Linked DNA regions of Mus musculus: region 2 is linked to region 1. A link is a contact called in public HiChIP or PLAC-seq data. All regions are on one chromosome and are shown on one strand. The core of a region is the stretch at or near the end of the contact, and the rest is flanking DNA. Distances in the headings are between cores, read along the strand shown.

Evidence for each region. HiChIP or PLAC-seq counts read pairs in DNA pulled down with a chosen protein or histone mark.
Region 2: a contact with region 1 is called in a BATF HiChIP or PLAC-seq map of CD8 T cells, with 18 read pairs. The contact joins two enhancer-like sites. A contact is called at or near these places in 1 of 39 promoter capture datasets (second pharyngeal arch cranial neural crest), 5 of 484 Hi-C or Micro-C datasets (the C2C12 cell line, embryonic fibroblasts, nephron progenitors and 1 more), 2 of 115 datasets of contacts at active chromatin or transcription factors (CD8 T cells and embryonic stem cells) and 2 of 9 other capture datasets (adipose tissue and pancreatic islet).

The regions. Positions count from the first base shown.
Region 1 is chr12:73,816,840-73,821,171 of GRCm38.p6, forward strand. No RefSeq gene overlaps it. Among named protein-coding and RNA genes, the nearest start is that of Gm8075, 23 kb to the left of the region's middle. Within about 2 kb of position 2,147, at least 33 of the 459 cell types and tissues checked have an H3K27ac peak or open chromatin away from gene starts, as enhancers often do. A contact at or near this core is called in the C2C12 cell line and CD8 T cells, where this site is marked.
Region 2 is chr12:73,885,947-73,890,278 of GRCm38.p6, forward strand. No RefSeq gene overlaps it. Among named protein-coding and RNA genes, the nearest start is that of Hif1a, 20 kb to the right of the region's middle. Within about 2 kb of position 2,240, at least 34 of the 459 cell types and tissues checked have an H3K27ac peak or open chromatin away from gene starts, as enhancers often do. A contact at or near this core is called in the C2C12 cell line and CD8 T cells, where this site is marked.

The DNA of each region.
Region 1 (4,332 bases), core at 897-3,396:
TCTCTGTATCTCTGTTTGTCTGTCTGTCTCTCATACACACACATTCTCTTTCTCACATATTCTCACATGCACATACACTCACACATAGACATTCTCTGTCTCTTTCATACATAAACATTCTCCCCACCACCACCACACACACACAGTACACTTTCACCATCCTATTTCATTCTCAGACTCTGACCTGCCTCCTTCTCGTAAGATCCCCTGTGATTATCCTGGGCTGACCCAGATAGCATGAAGTAATCTCCCATCACCAAGTTCTTAATTTAATAGCATTGCCAAAGCCCCTATGCCACATTCAGTAACACACAGGCTTTGAAAACTAGCATTGGCATCTTTGGAGACACATTAGCCCCTCTCTTACTGGTGGTCAAACAGAGAACAGAGATCTGAAATTTGTCTCAAACTGTTCAGCTGGCTAAATGTGTCATTAACTAGCAAGGGCCTGCTTACTTACCTACACAACTAAATGAATACTTATTTCATTAATCCTGGGAAATTATTGTGGACACTCCATGACTTGACATCACATACCTAGAATAACAAGAAGGGCTATAAAATAGAAGGCACAGGTCCAAAGCCTAATTATAAAGCCAGTGACATGTGGGAATCCAAATGGCTCTCTATTTAGTAATACAACATTTTAAAACTGAACAAGTTGAGTTTGAGTCCAGTCCTGTCTTTCCAAATACTTGCTGTATGAACTTGAAAACGTAATGAGTCCTTTGGCTTTCACTGTGGGTGAGGTTTGGAAGATGCTATCTTTTCACACCAGCGGTGTGGTGTTGAAGTCAGACATCATAAATAGGAGCACACAGGAAAATATGACGTCTTATTTTTTTTTCTTCCAAAGAAGATGCATAATAAATTCAGCAGCGGGATGATAGCCAAAACTTCCACTGCACACAGTGAAGCAGAGATTCAAAAGGGGCCTCCCCACGGCTCCTCCTCTTACCTGCTGAGGGGTCAAAGGGCAGCGAAAGGAACAAGAATGTGAAGCTCCTAAAACGGTTATTCAGAAACATGCGAAGTGTCCTCACTACAGAACTCCCATGTGATGGGTATGTTCAGGTGAAGCTGACTTTCTCTAGAAAACAATGGTCTGATCCTATTTAATGGTAAAAAGTATAAAACGGATTATTATTGTTTCATTGTGGTGCTAGAGATGGAACCCAGAGTCTTTTGCATGATAGGTAGTACTCCACCTTTGAGCCAAATACCCAGCACTTTCCTTAGTGATTTTTGAAACACTAAAACAGTTGGCCAAGTCTTGTCCTACCAATGCAGCCCCTACTGTCTGGCTATGCATACATCATGATCAGAAACCAGCAGGAACCAGATGCCTTCTCAACATAGGCCAAAGACACACCGATATGTATCTGTTCATTCTACACTCCACCCTCCAGCACTTGGCTGTCTCAGTCCCTCTCCTTGGTGCTGGGGACACAGTGCAAGTCAAGACCTCCCCCTTCCTGTGGAGTTTAGTATCATAAACCGAAGAATTCACATGGTAGTGCAAAATTGTAGCTAAGATTCCCCAAGGCAAGGCTCACAGTCATGAGAGTTCATCTGAGAAGTCTGACTTTGGCCTCTGGGCTGTGACAGCTGAACTAGATCCGAGAGATGCTTACATGTGTCTAGTGGGAAACAATAGAACAGCATTTCTGACTGAAGGAACAGCATGAACAAAAGCAGACATTAGGTACACAGTGTGTCCAGACTTAGAGAAGGCCAGTGGGCCTGCACTCTAACCATTAGGGCGATAGAAGTCATGATACAGACCAGGAGCTGGGCAGGGTATGTTGACCCCAACAGTCATCACGTGGACAGGCACCATCCTGGCTCGGGTGTCATTTCATATCACCCAAGGTTGTGTTGAGATTTCAGTGCTGCTGGGAGAATCTCATCGTGGCTTGTTTAGAACCTGAAATGTCCATTAGATGCAGAATAAAAGAGTTCCATTATTACCCTGCATAGGTTTGTAGGCTGCCCAGGTTGTTCTTGAGTCTCCACAGCTGGTCAAAGGCCAGCACACAGGCAGTGGGGGTCACCAACAGCTGCCCTGACTCCTTAGAGGCTTTCCCAAGTCTCTCTCACACAGGCACACACTGGACTCCCACAGAGCAGCTGAGAAATGAGAGTGTGTCATGGGGAAGATGTCTAACAACTTATCCCAGTGACAGGGCCCACTCGAGCCTTGACCTCATGTAGCATTTCCTAGATTTAAAAATGTGTTTTCCCACAAACCACAACTGAGTCACCTATTGTTGCCCCTGCTCCTCCCCCCCAGTCTCTCCCTCCTTCCCTCCCTCCCTTCCTCCCTTCCTTTGTCCCTCCCTCCCTCTGTCCCTCCCTCCTTCTCCCTCTCAACCCCCTCCCCCTACCTCCTGCATCTTCTCTTCCTCCACCAAAATCATGGAACCATAGCTTTTCCAAAGTGGAAGGGGATCTTAAACAGAGTCACAGCAGCTACCTTGCTGTTAAGAAGTTCAAATGTTTCTAGAAGCAATATTTTCTTTTAAAGAAATAGAAGTGCTATTTTCCACTAATGTAAGAAACAAGTGATTATTCTAGTCCTTTCTAGTGACTCACTAGTGACTCTTAGCACATGTACTGCATTGGAAAGATTCTGTCCTGTTATTAAATTCACTGTGACCTCAGAAAGCACATCACCTCAAGTGCCCTCTGTCTCCACACTCAGAAATAAAAGCATGGAGTTACCATGAATAAGGATTATATACTCCTTGTGCATCAAAACATAGTGTGTGCACACACAAGACATACAGAAACACTAAGACACACAGACAGAAACACACAGTCACATAGACACACATGGGCATACATACAGGCATACAAACATACATAGACACACACAAAGATATACACATGAATACACACACACATACACACACACACACACACACACACACATGGATACTCAGAATAAGAACCCAGTGTAAAAGCAGATGATTCAGATAACTTAGTCTATAATACCCCTCACTACTGTCACAGAGCTGGAAAGAGGAATTCCAACAACTGGAAAAAACTGGAATAGAAATGTGCTGGCAATTCAATAATGACACAATTGTCATATTTCATTTTTAAACATTGCACTCATTTTAAAAATCAGTTTATAATACTATAATCATTCAGTGGTGGTTCTTCAAACTTAGTTTAAGATTCCCTTTATAAGAGCTTATTTTTCATATTATATGATGAACTTGACCATTAACTTGTAGCAGCACAGCACTGTATGCTTAATGATTGTCGAGGAGCACATACGCTCATCTGGCGATTTTCAGGAAAGTTATAGAGTTGCTATGATGTGTGCTCCTGAAGAATGCTACTCACGATGTCATGAAGTTCTCGATTTTATAGTAATTCTGAATATCTGAAAATGTAATAACAGTGTCAGCTGTGCTGTTTCAATGTTTAAGTAAAGGAAGCCCCCAAATTCCAGCATTGCTTTTTGCCTTTGCGTTTCCTTCACCTTCACAGAACTGAGGGAGTACTGGCCCCTGTACTCCAGGATGCTCTGAGATGCTCCGGCATGCTCTAGGGTGCTCTGGGATGCTTTGGGAGCCTGGCACTGTCACCAAGCTCTAAGACACCTCTGATGAGAGAATGACTGAAAGGATGCAAGAGAGAGAAGGAGAGGAGAGGGAGAACAAAAGGAATGAAAGGGGAGGGAAGAAGGGGAGAAGAAAAGATGATCTGGGTTAGGGTGAAGAGGGCACTGAACATGGCTTCTGCCTTTGCTATCACTTCTCCATGGAAAATGGAAACTAAAGACCATTGCCATGACAGATTTTATTCTAGGTAGCATTGCTGGAGTCCACTGGTGAGGTGGCAGTTTTGTGGAATTTCCCTGGGCCATAGGAAGTGAAGGTTGCTTTTGACAGATGGAGTGGTTTAATCCTGGGCACTACTGCTATGTTTAATTTGCTATGGTAACAAAAACTGTGTTGCAGAAATACATCACCAGTCTATAATTACTATCTTCTCTTTTCTAAGGATGAACGACGACTTGTGAGTCTCGGAAGGAGAACCATAGCTTTGTAAATTTTCTTACTAACAATAAAAGTAATAAATGCTCATTATTTTTTTTCATTTTTTATTAGATATTTTCTTCATTTACATTTCAAATGCTACCCCTAAAGTCCCCTATACCCTCATTATTTTTAATAATGAGAAAATATAAATAGATATTAACAAGAAAATAAATATCACTTACTCAGATATGATGGTTACTAATATCTGGTGTTCAGATTTTTAAAATATGAATGAAAAAAATGATCATAATTACTCCATTATAGGTTTGTACATCTC
Region 2 (4,332 bases), core at 990-3,489, 69 kb after region 1:
AACAGCAACTTCCTCACCCATCTCCGATTAGCATTATATATTAGTCTCCTTATAGTTCATATACACATAGCAATTTTTTTAATTCTCTCATATATCACATCTGGACCTCAGTTTCCCCCTCCCCTCCCCTCCCCTCCCCTCCCCTCCCCTGAGAAACAAGCAGGCCTTCCAAGGACATTAACCAAACACGACATAACAAGCTACAACAAGACCAGACACGTTCCATCAGATCAAGGCTGGACAAGGCAACCCAGGAGGAGGAAAAAGGGTCCTTTAAGTAGGCAAGAGTCAGGGACAGTCCCCTGCTCCCACTCTTAGGATTCCTACAAAGATACCAAGCTATTCAACCATAATGTATAGATCAGACCCCTGCAGGCTCTCTGATCTCTACGAGTCCCCATCAGTCCTGGCCAGTTGACTCTCTCTGCCCAGAACAATTTTTATAAAGAGTAAGTTGGGTGATGCCAGCCTCTTGCTTAAGTCCTCCATTCATATATTGACCCCTTCTTCTTTCAGCCTTCTTCACTTGCTCCTTCATTCAAGAAGTGTCTATTCTGTCAGAGAGTGATTGGAAAAGGCTCAGGGATATTCGCTACTCTGAGTAGGCCAAGCCCTCTTTACCCTACAGCCCAAACCTCATTCCCTTCCTCTCTTCTCTTCCCAGCCACTCCCTGTAGGCCCCATTATTTAAGCCTAACTTAGTCCAATTTCTTTTCTTCACAATGAAGATGAATCTTTTTCCAAATAATCATCTCTCACCCTTCAAGTCTGGACTTGAGTGCTTTCTCTGTGTCCCCGTGCATGCTTCTTTTGTGAGCTAATTGTGCCTTATTATAACTGCGTTTACTGTCTCATTCCCAAAGTGGCATATAAATTTCCTGAGGACAAGAGCCCTATTTTATTCAGAACATGTTAATTACCTAGTACATTCTGCGCATATCATACCTTCCAACCCTTTGTTAATTCAATTAACTCCTAAGTGCACAATGTTATGGGGGATGCCCTTATAGGATGCCTCACCCAGACCCAAGAGGCGGTAAAGTGGTTGGGACTCAGGTTGGAGAAGACTTCTCTGAGAAGGTACTATCTAAACCATATTGGGATGGCTACAGTGGAGACGGTGTTGGAGTTTAGGAGGTGGGGGAGAAGGAAGGGGAGGAGGCTTGATGGTTACCAGTGGGGCGGGGCAGATGATAAAGTCCAAACATGGGAGCCGAGATTAGTGCTGGGGGGCAGGGAAGGCATCTCTTGCTAGGCAGAGAGAGATAAGGAGAGGAGCAGCTGCCGCTGGCTTTGTCGAGGGGGTTGCAGGGACGTCCCGCAAGTTCTTCTCCAAACACCTCAAGTTTTGGTGTGAAGGGTTGGCATTCGTGGCTGCTGAAAGGGATGGGGAAAGATGAAAGCCTAAGCAGCCACTAAGAGGTCTGGAACCACCCAGGCAATATTACTTCTATCCATACCGAAAATGTTGACCAAGTTTCTGGGAATTCGAAAACTAGAAGGTAGAAAAACAAGTAACGCTATACTGAACATAAGTTAATCTTTTTAAAATTTCTAATTTTGTGGGGAGGGGCTCCTCAAATGATGGTGAGATTGTCTCCTGATACATCCACTGTAATTGGAAACGCCACACATTGTTAAGGATGCTGAATACATACAACCAACTATGCACCATACCGTAGCACCATAGCGGCACGGTACACTGGAGCCTGTTGGTTATTCTTCTCATGAGCAGGGGACTATTTGGCGGTTGTGATTTGATGTTGCTACTCAGTCTTACAGGAGAGACGTGTGTGACAAACCACCAGCCTGGCAAAGGTCAAAATCCTCAGTGGGGTTTCTGTTGAATATGTACTACTTTAAAAAAAAAACAAAAGGATTTATTAACTTTATCTTATGTGTGTGACTATTTGGCCTACATCTTTGTGTGTGCACCACATGCATGCCTGATGCCCACCAGGGTCATAAGAAGGAGTTAGATCCCTCAGAACTGAAGTTACAGATGGATGTAAGCTACCACGTCAGTGCTGGGAATTGAACCTGGGTCCTCTGTAATACCAGACAGTTCTCCTAACCACGAGCCATCTTTTAGGCCTGGAATATGTATTGCTTTTACACATTTTTACTTTGTAAAAGCAAAAGGCTGCTAGGTCAAGTCATTGTAAGTCATAGCTATACTTACAAATATCAGCAAGGTGACGTCATCACCCCGAAAGCATGAAAGGAGGACAGAAAGTTCTGGTTGTGGAAGCTTCTGGGGGAAAGAGTCATACCACTCCTCTGTAAGCAAATAACATCCTGTATACCAGGAAAAAAAAACCCAACTTTTCTCCTACATCGCTTTCAGCAATCTACTTCTGACATCAGACATGTAGGAAGAACAACTTGCTTTTCTTCTTCTCTATATTCACACTCAACACGAAACACATTTGTGGCCAAAATGGATGAGAATTTACCCATGCCAGCCAGATTTTGGCCACTAGTTAGGAATTCTACACTCGACGCTGACACCATGTGACAGCATCAGACACCAGAGGTGAAGGGTTCAACCTCACAAGACTGCTTGCTCCCTGTTTCATCCACAACAGTCCCCAGATTGCTTCTGTGCCAACAACCTCTCAGAGGTTCCCACAACTCCCTCCTTACATTCAACAATTTGTTGGAGTGGCCAACAGAACCCAGGAAATGGTTTATTTACTATTACTCACTTAGTACAACAGATTTTTTTTTTAAGTACTACACATGACCAGCCAGATGAAGAGGTTCGGTAAAGCAAGGTTCAGAAGAGTCCCAAGGCAGGGGCTTCTGTTTCTTTGGATCTGATGTGTGGTGCCCTCCTGGAACATGGACATCTTTACCAACAGGGAAGCTCTTTCAACTTCACACTTTAGGAACTTAATAGAGGCTTGCCATCAGCAGGATCAACTATTAACTCAGCCTGTAACTCTTCTTGCCTTCTTGGAGGATGGGGCAGAAGTTGGCAGAACATCCTCAACTTCTAATCCTGCATGATATTTCTTTGGACCAATGACAAGAGTCACTTTGTAGGAATGCAAGATGCTCTTATCCAGGAGATCCCAGGAAATGGGTGGATCTGTGTCAGAAACCAGGCTCAGAGGCAGAATATTAGAACAAAAGAGCCACCAAGTACCCCAATCACTCAGGAAATTACAAGGATTTCAGGAGCTCTGTGGCAGGAACCAGGTCAGAGACCAAGTATATATTTTTATTTAACCCCACTCATTGTTTACAGATAAGAATCTGGAGTTCCTATGATGATGACTCCAGAGCCTGACCTGAAAAGAAAGGTTTCGGCCACAGTCGAGTGGATCTTAATTTTTATGATTAGCATGCAAGAGACTTTTGGTAGGCCTAAGTAGTGTGCTAGAGGTTCTGGCCTCAAAGTAGTGTTTTTGAGGATGTTCTTGTGAGAGGTATTCAAATAATTTTTTTTTTAATTTACAGAGCTTCTACATACAAAGCCATTAAATCCCCCAGGGCTAAGAATTCATTGCAGTCGGTACACACACACACACACACACACACACACACACACACACACTCCAATCCTGAACCACAGAGGCTTGAATTCAGGTCAATCTCTTCTATAAGTCAAGTTCTTCAGGATGGATAATTATGAAATAAAGTTAAAAGTCTCACTTTATAAAAATGAGTAGTAACAATGTATTAAAATGTATTTTTTTTAAACATTAAGACCAGCATAACTTCAGAGAGATCTCTCTTTGTGTGAGAGTTAAGAAACCCTTGTGCTTCTGACCTCTCTGAACTTTCATGTCCTCCTCTGCTTCCTCCTCCTGTTTCCCCCTGGGGGGTGGGGAGTGTGAATCAATCCACTTTGCACTTAGAGATAAATACTTGTACTTCTCTGCAGCTCTCTGCTACTGCTCTTTATATGTTTGTACAAAAAAAAAAAAAAAAAAAAAAGAAACTTCTTGAAACATGAACGAGCCTATAGACATTTATTTACCAAGGATTGACAACAGAAGTGTTATGGACAAAGTTTGCAATTGTGACCACCAGGTTGCTAAGCTCAGTCAGTCTGGAGATTTGGGTTATGTTCTAGCATAGCTGCTGAGATTGGCTTTCCTGGAAATGTACTTGGAATCCAAAGGTTACAGTCAGAACGTTTCTTGAGCAGAGCTGTAAGGAGATGCACTTGTAAAGAGAAGAAGACAGACTTGTGGTGTGGGAGAAGCCATGGTACAGCCTGCTTGTCGCTGAGACTTCAGCTAAATAACAGGGAGCTCTTGAGCTGGGTTGACCTTGCCAAGTTGCCCCAGACTGGGAAAGCTGTGCCAATTCACCAGCAAT